Regions from separate parts of the Rattus norvegicus genome. Here all the other regions are linked to region 1. A link is a contact called in public Hi-C data. All regions are on one chromosome and are shown on one strand. Each heading gives the region's core, a stretch centred on a gene start, on an enhancer-like site or on the middle of the called end of the contact. The rest is flanking DNA. Distances are from core to core; before and after follow the strand shown. Region 1 overlaps Rpl12-ps2 (ribosomal protein L12, pseudogene 2). Region 2 holds the start of Commd2 (COMM domain containing 2). Region 3 holds the start of Pfn2 (profilin 2).

Region 1 (4,162 bases), core at 1,178-3,677:
CCTCGTCACCTAGAGGATTTACAGCCTTCCCCACTGGAACTTCCAGCTGGAGACCAAGTGTTCAGATGTGCGTGTGTGTAAGAGGTAACAGACTCAGACCATCTATAATCTATTGGTTCCTTTCCTCTGGTGAATGCCTACACACACACACACACACACACACACACACACACACATGCATGCAGCATGTTTCAAATATCTTTGAGCAGTTATGGAGGATTGTATAGGTGGGTAGATTAATAGCAGACAGATACATAAATTTTCAGACATCAGTTTTTACAGCTCTTTGGGATATAGAGAAAAGAGTGAAAGTGTGCTTTCTAGAGAAAATAAGTAGGTATTTAGAAACATATAAAGAATGAAGAGAGAAAGAGTTTGCCCAGAATAATTCCTGTTTGAGAGATCTAAAAGTTGGGGAAAAGTTCAATGCCGCTAGGTATGCAGTGCTTAGCACAATGTATGTAAATGTCAGTAAGTGATTAAGTATTAATTATAGAGATTAAAAACTATGGCAAAGTAACATTTTATCTCTCCCTCCCTCCTTTTCTCCCTCCCTCCCTTCCTCCCTCCTTCCCTCTCTCTTTCTATTTCTCGTGTGTTCTACAATTCCAATTATTTTTCATGGAAATTTAAAGTATTTTCTAATTTCAAGACTTTTATTTAAAAAACAGTTTTGAAAGACATTAAACCTTCAATAGTTTATGTATGAAAAAATAGGGGGATGGGCAGTGCGATGGTTGCCAGAGGAAAGGCAAGTCAGAAAAGAGATGAGGCCGTATCACAGGCTTCCATGTTTCTATAGCAATCCCTGTGAAGTTGTCTTCCTGGAAAAGCTATGGCTATCTCAAGGTGAGGTTATGGTCCCTGTGGCCTTTCAGAGCCCAGGTCTTCTCCATTCAGCAATTTTTTCTTCGTCTTAGCATCTGCATATGAGGAAAGAGACTATAGAAACAGTACATGTGCTGCCATTGACAATTGCATCCCCATATCTTTACAAAATTATTCTGCTCAAATTCAATTGTTGAAAATTAGTCACTGGGCCCAGCTAGACGTGAGTAGTGTATGAGTACGGAATGCTGGGAAATGTAGTCTCTAATGGAAACTTTGGGTCCTAAGATCCTCAGGTATGTGGCAACATACTTGTGAAAGGAAATCAGAAAGTGGAGCAGTCACTAAAAGCAGTCAGTAAAAGAAAGACTAAATCAAATCTCTTACATTTGAGAGAAGAGAAAGCGTTCAAAGAGTCCGTAAAAGATTAACCATTGAAGCCTCAGGTTTAAAAATGAGAGCTGGCTGAGAAGGTGCCTCAGTGGGTAAGGTTCATATGAATGGGGACCTCTGTTCAGATTCACACATCAAAAGCTGACTGTAACAATGTGCATCTGCAATCTCAGCTCTGGGGAGGCCGAGGCAGGAAGATCACTGGACTTCAATGGCAGCCGCACAGCTTAATCTGTGGTGGGTTGGCCTGATGCTGCTTGTATTCTAATGTTAATACTGGTTCCTCAAGACTTGGTTGCCCCAGAGACAAGAGAGTACTTTCAAGAGAACTTTTTTTTTTTTTCAGGGAAAGTCTTGTATTACAAAGAGAATCAAATTTACAAACTGGAATCGGGTAGTTTATACAGGTGGGACCAAGCTTACGAAAGATTGATCCAGCTGGAGTTCTGGGTCACCCGTGACCAATTACAAAGCATCTGTGTGCTTAAGGGCAGTGTTTTGAACACAACAGGCACACAAACTTCGTGGTGTAACAGACAGCAGGGAAAATGGGATTAATGAGTAGATGGGAAAGCAAAGCAGACAGTATGGCCGTGCCTGGGGGCTCCACTGTGGGTGGCTGGGTGGGTGAATATATGGGTGTGTGGATGACAGAGGAAGTGTGGAAGTAGAGACCTTTTTTTCTAGAAATTTACCATCACCTGGGTGGGGGACAATTGGAGACAAGCTCCACCTAGATTCCTTTTGCTCTTGGGTTTCCCAGCAGCTAGGAAGAGGACACAGAACATGTAGTTTAAAGACCCATCCCTTCTCTCTCCTTTTCCAAGATGATATAATGCCACCCCTTGGTGGACAACACACACTGTTTGAGCCCTTTACATGTTACCAGTAAAAGCTTGCCCCTGAGGAGGATTAAGCCGAGGTTGCCCAGAGGGTTAGTTCCTGGATTCTGCTCCTCTTGCGTCCCTACAGAAGTCCTGGTTGATCAGTTTCTGAGGCTTGTCTAGAAGTGGAAGAACCTGCAAGACGGTTAAGCCCCTAGCTGTCATGAGGAAGGATGTTCTTCACCCTCCTCCTAAGGACAGACTTCTCTGCGTCAATCGGGGTTGGCCGACCTGACCTTGTCCTTTCTGGCAACACAAGGGCTCTGGCCACGGGTGCAGGAAAATCCCTTTGCTCAGCTGCCAGCAGGCGGCAGGGACTGAAAAGGAGGAGCGCCACCTAGTGTCGCTTCTAAGCACGACCAAAGGCATCCAGACTCATTAACCCTCCTCAGAAGACAGGGCAGTGTGGTAACAAATTCACCTTTGCCTTCACACAATAAAAAAATACTACCCCCTTCTCTTCCTCCAAAAAATCCAGGAAAATATCCAAAGCTGCTGACATGTAGGGAAAAGGCACAAAGCGACTAATTGGACAGGAACCAAGGTGGAACAAGTTATCTCAAGAACTTGCCTGTTCGATGATGCTGAGGAAAGCACACCACGGGTCGGCTCAGACAGGAACCCCGAGAGGCACATACACTGAGCCCGGTTCATGTACAGATTCTGAGCATTTTTTTCATAATTGATCATCACATAGCTTGTTCATACATTGAATGTTAGAATACCATGTCAAACCACGGCCAAAGAGAAATGTGTAATCCACCGTGTAATTCTGCTAGTAAGGAGGCTGAAGTTAGAAAACCCCAGGTTGAGCCCAGGTTGAACACAAGTTCAAGACCAGTCTGGGTAACCTAGTGAGAATGTGGGGAAAAAAGGGATGAAGCAGTACCAGTGTTTCACATGGCACAGCATGGACAAAGCCTAAGTCCAATCTCTAGCGGGGGAGAGACAGAGAGAGAGCACATATATGATAATATAGTTTATGTGGTATATAGTGTATGTAAGGTATGTGATATGTGGTATATATGTGTGTATCTGTGGTATATGGTGGGTATATGTTGTCTTTGTATGTGTGATATGTAGTATGTATATATTGTGGTTTGTATAGATGGGATGTATGTGTGTGGTGATATAGTATATGAGTCTCGTATGTGTGGCATGTGGTATGTGGTTTGTATGAGTATGTGGTATGTGGTGTATATATGATATATTTATGGTGTATTTGTGTGTGTATATGGTGTGTGTATCTGTATTTGTGGTGATATAGTGTGTGCAGTGTGGTATTTAGCATGTGATGTGTGTGTGTGGTACGTAGAATATGTATGTGGTGTGTGTAGTATGTGGTGTACATATGTGTGATATTTGTGTGTATGTGTTATGTGGTGTGTGTATGTTGTATTTATGTGTGTGATATATGTTGTATATGTGTGGTGTGTTTGTATAATATGTATATGTGTTGATGTGTGTGGTATGTGGGGTCTATAAGCATGGGGGAGTGTGGGGTGTAGTTATACATGTGTGTGTTAGAGTGACCAATGCATATCAAAGTTCCCGTCCTCCTTCTCTTTGTTATCTTTGTTTAGGGGTTCTCTTGCTTATGGTAATGATACTCCTTGGCGGTTCGAGGGACTCTTCCTCATTTCTGATGTCACATATTTCCATGTGTTTCATGTGGACATTCTCCGTTTTTCTTATTTAATACCTGTCTTTTCCTTAATGATAGTTCTGCTTTCTGACACATTCCATGGGGAGGAAAGGACTTATTTTTCTCACAGTTCCACAGAACAGTTCATTATCAATATGTTTTTGTGGGATCTCTCTGCTCTCCTGGCTTCCTATTTCTGTCTCTCAGTGGTGTGTCTGGATGAATATGGGCTCTTAATTTTAATGGAATCTCTGAGTATATGACATTTTATGATTCTATAAGTTTTCTTTTTTAAAGATAGAAATTTTAGACTAGTTTTAGGTTAAGAGAAAATTTGACAGATGAAACAGATTTCTTTCTTTTTCTTTTTTTAAATTTTTTTTTAATACGAGTACACTGTTGCTGTCTTCAG
Region 2 (4,162 bases), core at 842-3,341, 510 kb before region 1:
CTGCACGCTTTTCTTTGTGTCTAAAGAGAATTTTCTTTTAAACTAAGCACTGCCAAAAAACAAAGCAAAAACAAACAAGTCTGTTTTTTAAACCATCCTCTTTTCTAAAATGATTTCTTAAAAATTTTGCAAATTAGGGTCTTTGGGATGGTTCAATGGGTTAAAGCGCTTGCTGGTATGCTTGACTACCTGAGTTCAATCCCTTAGGGCAAGCTCCTGAAAGTTGTCCTCTGACTTCTACGCAAGTGCCACTCACGCACATACATTACGTAAATACACGTAATGACCCAGAAATGAGCATTAAAATTCCTAGATTTTGTCTGGTGTGAAAACAATTCCTAGATTTCTAGACAGTTTTGTTTTCACACCAGAGCTTGGTTAAGTTGGTAAACAGCAGAGCATATAAATAATTCTTATAGTTTACATCAGATTAAAAACAGAAAAAGCCGTACCTGTACATCTAGCCGCCACTCAAGGCTGTGGTAGCTGGGAAGGCGCGGTGCTAACTCGTTCAGAATAGTTCTGATCTCCTTTCTATTGTCCAGGTAGAGCTGAAGCAATAGTTTGTTCAGTTCTTCAGAGAATCCCAGAACAAAAACAGAGTCTTGGAAATCCAGTTCAGAAATCTAAAGATAAACGGGGTTCAACAGAACACTGGAGTGTATCTTTGTTTAGTAAAGGCTAAACCATTTCTACACACAACAGTACATTATATCCTCTAATTCTGTCTAGAACATTCCTTCTACTTAAAGAAAATCATTGCCCACCATTTCAAAATCCAAGTTACTAATATACAAAATAACCTTATTAAAATGCGAAAGAAAGTAAAATGTTTAATTTTATTTACTTTTTTCCCATTAAGCCAGATACTGACTGCTGATACATTTTAAAAACTGCAATATTTCATCCTCCCCTCTCTTGAGATTTATGGGTGATGGCATATGATACAGCAATATTGACAATTATAATTTAAACTAGCAAAGAGATATTAATCTTAGATAATGCCAGGAACACTGTTTTGGTATACCGCACAAATTTGATTGAGTTAGTGATATTGTAATAGGTGCCTGTTTGAAAGGATCTGGGTAATACAATACAGTTCTCAGAAACCTTACCATGAGCTTTGAGCTCTCCGTGAGGAGATATGTTAATCCTTCCACACCATGCTGGATAGTGTCGCTACTCACATTGAGTTTTCCTAAGGAGGGGAAGAGGGAAGAAATGAACAGATCATCCATCTGTTTACAAATAAACATGTTCAATTACCCTCTTTTCAAACAGTACAATGAAAATGAGTTAAGTGGAGACTACTGTTCCTTTTCAACCCACTCCACTAACAGAGGCCTTTAATATTTCCTTCCTAGCAATCATAACAAAACACAAACCTGTGAACAGACACACAAAGCTCCCTCAAGCCGGGCAGAAGAATTCAACAGGGATGTTCTTAATCTCGCCCCCAGCTTTAGCAAAGGCAGTTTCTGGGCAGCAAATGTTAACTAAACGCTTGAATGACACTTCCACTTCTTCAGTATGCAGTATTTTATTAAGCACCATGGTATTTCTGAAAGGCAGATGGCATTGTATCTATTTTAAATATTAAGATATTTGTTTCATACTAGCTTTAAAATCACGCAGCTACTTGCAAAGTTTGCGCCATGACTGACTGCTCTGCGTGCTTTTAAAAGACTGCAAGAGGAGTAAGAGCCTAGGACTTGCAAAGGCTCCTGCGGAGAAAGAGAATAGATAGCACTTTCCAGCTCAACAGACAGAGCCTGTCCTCTCCCTTTCTTACTGGCGGCGCCTTCATAGATCTTCGGGTTTGATCCCCGTCTGAGGAACTCCACGGCGATCCTCCCAAACTCGGCGACCACTGCAACGGAAGTCAGCAGGCCGTGAGTGACGGGCTGTCCCCCGGACTGTCCCTGCCGCAAGCACCCCTCACTCCCTTATCCGCGCTGTCCCTTACCCGCGCTGTCCACTTGCGGCAGGAAGGCCAGGTGCTCCTTGTGCTCCTCGGACAAATCCAGCAGCATCTTAGCAAGTCTTCTGACTTCGCCACTCGGCGCCGGCCCCGCCCTCACCACTTCCGACCTCTGTGCAGGCAAAAAGAGGCTCCCGCGTGACGGTACTGCCCATACTTTGGGTTCCGGTTTCTGGCAGTCCTATGAGCAGGATGTCGCAGTATTAACTCTATAGCAGTGAAGGGAAGAGGTGAACGCTGGTAAGAAGAGTTTAAGGTACAAGTCTTCCATTCATTTATCATCCCGCAAAAGTGTAATATGTGGTGCTGCAGAGATGGCTCAGTGGTTAAGAGCTCTTGTTGCTCTTGCAGAGGAATCAGGTTCAGTTCCAGGACTTACATGGTATCTCTCAACCATCACAAACTGTAGTTGTAGGAGACACAACACCTTCTTGTGAGCTCCATGGACACCAGACATATATGTGATGTATATGTGTGTGTGCGTGTGTGTGTGTGTGTGTGTGTGTTGTGTATATACGTGCATATCACACACACACACACACACACACACACACACACACACACACACAGTGACTATTTTGTACACACCACAATACCTTGAGAGAAACTACACGACGATCACAGGTGTTTGCATTGGTTTCTGAAGGTACAGCCCCAACTAGGGTGACTTTGAACAGTTTGTGTAGGACTTTGTGTTATTGCAAGCCTTCATGATCCCTAAATAAGCCTGTGAACACTTCCACTTAGGCAAGAAAGGAAGCGCTTTCCTAGGCTACCCAGCCAAAGGACTGCTATGCTTGGCACAAATGGGAAGATGCTGACCAACCATACCCTCATTTACTGTGAGGTTTGCTTCGAATGGTACAAACATTTCTTCAGATTTAGAAGCTGGTTGCTCAGTTGGTGAACAGGTAGGGATAGACCCACCCACACACACAAACCCCATCACCACCCTATATACAGTATCTCTTGCAGCTACAACTTTGGACCCAATAAAAGGCTTCTCTCTAGTGGCCTTTTCTTGCCCACTTCTAGAAGCAGATACAGTGCTGTAGCAGCAATGATAAAAGCAGCCAAGTGGCAACAGACACAACAGCCGAGCATCCTGAACATCAAGCCATAGAAGTGACTGCACGAGCTGAGAGGTAAGAATGGTAAAACAACCAGTTTCTTAGGAACTGAAGAGCGGTAGAAGATTCTAAAAATATCAGACTGGCTGGGTAAGATGGCTCAGTGGGTAAAAGTTGCTTGTTGCATGCAAAGCCTGAAGACCTGAGTTCAACCCCTGAGACCCGTATGGTAGAAGAGAAAGCTGGCTCCTGTGATTTCTTCTCTGACTTGTCAAAGCACATTGTGGCACATGTGTTCACATAGAAACACACTCCCACTCTGTCTCCCTCTTTCTCATTCTCTGCCTCCTCCTAATGTAATAAAAATAATTTTAGAAATAATCTAGCCGCAGATGTAGCAGAGGATGGCATTGTCTGACATCCACAGGAGGAGAAGCCCTTGGTCCTGTGAAGGCTTGTTTCCCCAGTGTAGGGGAATGCCAGGGTGTTATGGTGGGAGTGGGTGAGTGGGAGGGGGAGCATCCTCATAGAAGCAGGGGGAGGTGGGTTGGGAGAGGAATGACTCAGGAAAGGGGATAGCATTTGAAATGTAAATACATAAACTATCCAATAAAAAAATAAATTTACAAAAAAGGCTCAAAGAGTAGCTGCAGGCTTTGGTTGCTGGAAGAGTTCTTGAGTTCTAGGCAGCCAGTGTTTTCAAATACCCTGGCCCCAGGAGCTGCAAAATTGGCTATCACCAAGGGGTGAGGAATTGGACACCTGCTTATTTAGAATCTTCAGTGCTGACTACTGCCCAATACTAAGGAATCTTGATTCTTTTTTCCCTTATAAAAGAGCTGCAATCCTCGTAGCACCAAGGGTCTTGGTATTGCAGACCTATACGAGAGCCATGAATTTTGTAGAGGTAAGGATTCCACCACGTAATGTTAGATTTCTGAAGAGGCACAACGTTACATTTCTGAGGCAGTTTAAACAAACAGCTTAAGGAGGCAGAAAACAGACCAGTCTGACCTCAACAAATGAAGCGTCTTATTTCAAACAGTGAGGGCGGCAGGCACAGGAGGAAGGTGGTGCTTTCAAATAGAGGAAGGGGATGTGTGGGGCTTAC
Region 3 (4,162 bases), core at 1,092-3,591, 290 kb before region 1:
TTGTGCAGTCCGAGTCAACGTATAGGCTATCTCTGATCACAGAGCACTTCTTTCCTCCAAGAGTCAAACCATTGGTAAAGAAACCTTCCCGGTCTTTTCCTATAATCACATCTATTTCTGCTGGCTGGCCACCCAAAACAAAGAAGAAAAAAATTACAGTTAATCAGAATTTGATACAACAAACTGTGTGCTGATGTAAATATCTTGATTGTTCTTGTTTTTATCATTACACGGTTACATGATTTACACATTAGTTTGCTTTTGCAGTGAGGTCTGCTAACTAAAAGCCAGAGTATAGCAACGGTACAAAGAGTCTCCCTAAACAGTTGGCAGTTGACACCGGCTACAAACTGAAATTGAGTTATTTATAAACTATATCAAGTCAGGTGCTACTTGAAGGTGCTTATGTAATTGTAAAGATTCAGCTATAAGCTCTTACAAAAGCTTGTCTGTCACATTCAGCCACATTAGTCATGTTGCATCAAAGTTAAAGTTGAGTGAAAGTCTACCCAGATAAACCTGCTCACTTCTCTGTTTCGAGCAGATTGAAATATCCCTGGCAGTGTGAGCCTCAAACACCACCTCCATCACTGTGGGGCATTTCCAAGTTCGTTTTTCCCTCCTATTTTTCTAGCCACTTTTTTCTCTCCAACTTGCCTTGCCCTTCCATTCAATAATCAGCTTTTCCTTCTGGACAAATGCAGTGTGGAGTCTGTCTACAGCACTGCAGTAACCAATAGTAAAATCAGAGAGAAAATGGAGGGGCATTGGTAAGGAAAGTGAGTTAGCCGGCAGAATAGAAAAGAGAATACGTTCATTCTAACATTCCATGAATAAGAAGGAAGGCGTCGCCCCCATCAGAACTGCAGAGTCATAGCAGGCCCCAGCCATTTCCAAGCATACTCCCGCAATCTTCTTAAGCCAGACAGCGGGAACTCACACACAAAGGCAAGACTGCAGAAAAAAAAAGTTAAATCACCAAATGTCAATTCGCTGTAGGAATTGTGATCTCTCACATGGGGACAGGAGATCTTAAAGCACTCCTATCATGGACTGAATCCACACTGATATATTAAACCATGTTAAGTAGTAAAATGCTGAGCACCTGTGATATGGGACTTGATTTTTCCTAGGTGATGGGAAGGGAGTGGGAGTGTGGAACTAAGAAATTAAGGGAATGGTCTTGTACTTGATACTGGTGCCAAAATTTTAAAGAAGAGCATTGCATAGAAACGAGCATAACAATAAGCAGTGCTGGAGGCTGATTGACGAATATACTCCAAACGTGTGGCAACCGAGTCAAATGCCATCAAGTCACATGAAGATGAGACAACGTGAAGCAGATATCGGTATTAGTTCTTTTACTACCATCACTAAAGAGGGAGTGACTTGAGAAGTGTCACCCCCCCCCAGCGACTCCCCAGATTTTTTTTTTAAATCACCCTTAAACCATCCCCTTTTTAGAGCTATGTTGCGTAACTGGGGATAACAGTATATCGATGAATCTCTATAGGTGGAGAAGAGAAATCAATGGCAGTTCGCCATCTTGGAGGAAAAAAAAAACTATAGAGCCACAGCTGAAGTAGATTCACGATTCCACCTACGTGGTCCGCGTACCTTTCTCTCCAGCCTAGGAGGCCTGGACACCCGCAAGCCTACGCAAAGTCACTCCATTAATTCCCGGGACCCGGCCACCGCCGCCACCCACATCCCGCGCACACTGCCGAGCCAGGGCCAGCCTGCTGCCTAGGACCTCCCGCCCACACCCGGGGACCTGCACTGCAGCCCGCCGGGCTCCCCGAACGCTGAGGGGCCTCCCGGGGTGACGTCCCCTCCTCCACCCTGGCAGCCGCAAGCCGGGGCGCCGCCGGGGCGAAGAGTCCGGCCGCCCCGCCCCCGCGCGGCCTCGGGCAGCATCCCCAGGCTCAGCGGCTGGCACGGGGGCCCCCCCGGCTGCATGCCCTTCCTCAGCCGGCGGTACCCTATCCTTCAGCCCCGGCCTCATCCCCTTCCTCGCGGGCGGGCGTCCCCTTCCTCAGGCCCGCCGCACACCTGCCGGCTCGGCGCCCCCGGGCCTCACCGTGATGCTCTGGAAGACGCCCCCGGCCGTGGCTGCCCAGACGTATTTGGCGTCGCAGTAGCCGACAATGGCGGCCTCCTGGCAGCAGCCATCGCACATCAGGTTATCCACGTAGCTCTGCCAACCGGCCATCTTCGAGCCCTTCGCACTGCAGCGGGGACGGCAGGAGCAGAGGCGCAGCAGCAGCGGCGGCGGCGGCGGCGGTGGAGGCGGGGCGGGGGCGGGGAGGAGGCGGCTCTGCGCAGGCACCGACCGCCCCTCTCCGGGGAACTGCGGCGGGCGGGGACAGGACCCGCAGCGGGGAGCGCCGGGCGGCCGCGGCCGCGGGGCTCAGGGGCCAGCGGCTGAGCGACGCTTGCAGCGGGGCTGGCGACGGCCGACTCACACCGCAGCTCCCTCGGCTCTCCGCGGCCAGCGGGACGTGTACGCGCGTGCGTGCGATCCTTCCGCAGCGCAGCCGGCGAGGGTCCCGGGGAGGGCGGGAGAGCTGAGGCGGGGGCGCGGAGGGATACCGCCGGGGACAATCACGGCCCACACGTGCGGCAGGCGAGCGGGAGCAGGGCTGGGGCGCGGCGGCGGAGGCTTCACCGCAGGCTATGAGGCGAGGCAGCTTGAGTGGGCGCCGTAGGGTGCCAGAGCTCTGGGTGCACGGCGGCCGCGGTGCTCACTCCTCAAGTGCCAGCCCTGGACGCGGTATTTATTGACAGCACCGGTGTCGGGTGGCAGGGTTGCCCTGGTGACGGGATGCAGACGAGGGTTTACTCTTTGTAGTGGGAGCGGCCAGTGCGGGTTGCCCACACTTGGGGAGGTGTCTCTTGAAAGACCTTGGCCAGCTGCGCCTCGCACGCTCCTGAAATCAGAGCAGTGGCAACGGAGCAGCGCAGCTCTTTGTTGCCTCCTTTGAGTACGAGGAACTCCAGGTTCAGTGGAGCTTTTGCCCTGAACGCAGTGCTGCTAATCACACATGGGGCTCAACGGTCCAGAAATTCTAACTAAAAAAAGCAAAGCAAAGCAAAACAAAAAAACCAGACCCTATGCGTACTTGGTAACTGGAAAAGTTACTGTGCGTTAAATACATCCACGAAATACAAAGAATAGTCGAGCTAGAAAAGATTCATTGAACTAGACCAGTGGTTCTCAAACTTCCTAATGCTGAGCGTGACCCCTTAACACAGTTACCTATGTTGTGCTAACCCCCCAACCATAAATTATTTTGTTGCTATTTCATAACTGTAAATTTGCTAGTTATGAATCATAATGTAAATATCTGATATGTGCCCCCAAAGGGTTTGAGGCCCACAGGTTGAGACCCACTGTACTAAATGGTGAAAATAATTCAGAATCTACATCCGAGGAAGACTTGTATATGACAGGGTGGGAAATGGTTTAAGAGTCTCCGAACATTCTCCTACATCTTTATTAACTTTATGTGCTGGGTCTAGACTCAGCATCAGATGTTCCCCAACGATGACCAGTTTGAGGTGACAAACCCGACCTGCTTATTAAGGGAAAGAAAGCTCCAGTAGATTGCAAACTATCATCAAGTTTAAAGTTGTGGAGCACACTGACAATTTTATAATAGCATCACTGAACTTTTATTTATTATTTATTTATTGGGCTTTAAAAAAAATAATGTCTTAGAGTTCTGATCGCTATGAAGAGACACTGTGACCACAGCAACTCTTATAAAAGAAAGCATTTAATTGGGGCCTGGCTTACAGTTCCAGAGGTTTAGTCCATTCTCATCATGCCTGGAAGTATGCAGTCTGGCATGATATGGAGAAATAGCTGAGAGTTCTATGTCTGGATCCCAAAGTAGCAGGAAGAGAGCATCACTGGTTTTGAATTGGACTTTGGAAACCTCAAAGCCCACCCACAGTACCACACTTCCTCCAACAAGGCCACACCTACTAATCCTTCCCAAGTAGTGTCACTCCCTGATGACTATCCATTCAAATATATGAGCCTTTGGGGGCCATTCTCATTCAAGCCACCTCGAGTAGGACCAACAACAGAGTAGTCAACTGTCAAGTAGAGATTATTTGTCCTCATGTTTGGAAGATAGAGAATTCTCCTTATAAA

Evidence for each region. Hi-C and Micro-C count contacts between places; a contact is called where the count stands out from the background.
Region 2: a Hi-C map of hepatocytes shows a contact between it and region 1, with 2.1 times the contacts expected there. The contact joins the promoter of Commd2 here to the enhancer-like site in region 1. A contact is called at or near these places in 6 of 12 Hi-C or Micro-C datasets (Schwann cells, frontal cortex, hepatocytes and 3 more).
Region 3: a Hi-C map of kidney shows a contact between it and region 1, with 9 times the contacts expected there. The contact joins the promoter of Pfn2 here to the enhancer-like site in region 1. A contact is called at or near these places in 11 of 12 Hi-C or Micro-C datasets (the A7r5 cell line, Schwann cells, frontal cortex and 6 more) and 1 of 1 datasets of contacts at active chromatin or transcription factors (oligodendrocytes).

What each region holds. Positions count from the first base shown.
Region 1 is chr2:144,506,949-144,511,110 of GRCr8, forward strand. The region is part of intron 1 of Rpl12-ps2 (ribosomal protein L12, pseudogene 2); the gene reads right to left. The region is part of intron 1 of LOC120100827 (a long non-coding RNA gene); the gene reads left to right. Among named protein-coding and RNA genes, the nearest start is that of Kmt5al1, 69 kb to the left of the region's middle. Within about 2 kb of position 2,428, at least 14 of the 93 cell types and tissues checked have an H3K27ac peak or open chromatin away from gene starts, as enhancers often do. A contact at or near this core is called in hepatocytes, where this site is marked.
Region 2 is chr2:144,000,827-144,004,988 of GRCr8, forward strand. Commd2 (COMM domain containing 2) reads right to left here and starts at 2,092. Exons shown (of 5, transcript NM_001109503.1): 1 at 1,967-2,092; 2 at 1,793-1,870; 3 at 1,116-1,198; 4 at 453-626. The coding sequence starts at 2,033. All of the region lies in intron 1 of Rpl12-ps2 (ribosomal protein L12, pseudogene 2), which reads right to left. LOC108350015 (a long non-coding RNA gene) reads left to right here and starts at 2,116. Exons shown (of 4, transcript XR_005500971.2): 1 at 2,116-2,221; 2 at 3,017-3,126.
Region 3 is chr2:144,220,595-144,224,756 of GRCr8, forward strand. It overlaps Pfn2 (profilin 2), which reads right to left and starts at 2,342. Exons shown (of 3, transcript NM_030873.2): 1 at 2,081-2,342; 2 at 1-124. The coding sequence starts at 2,212. The region is part of intron 1 of Rpl12-ps2 (ribosomal protein L12, pseudogene 2); the gene reads right to left.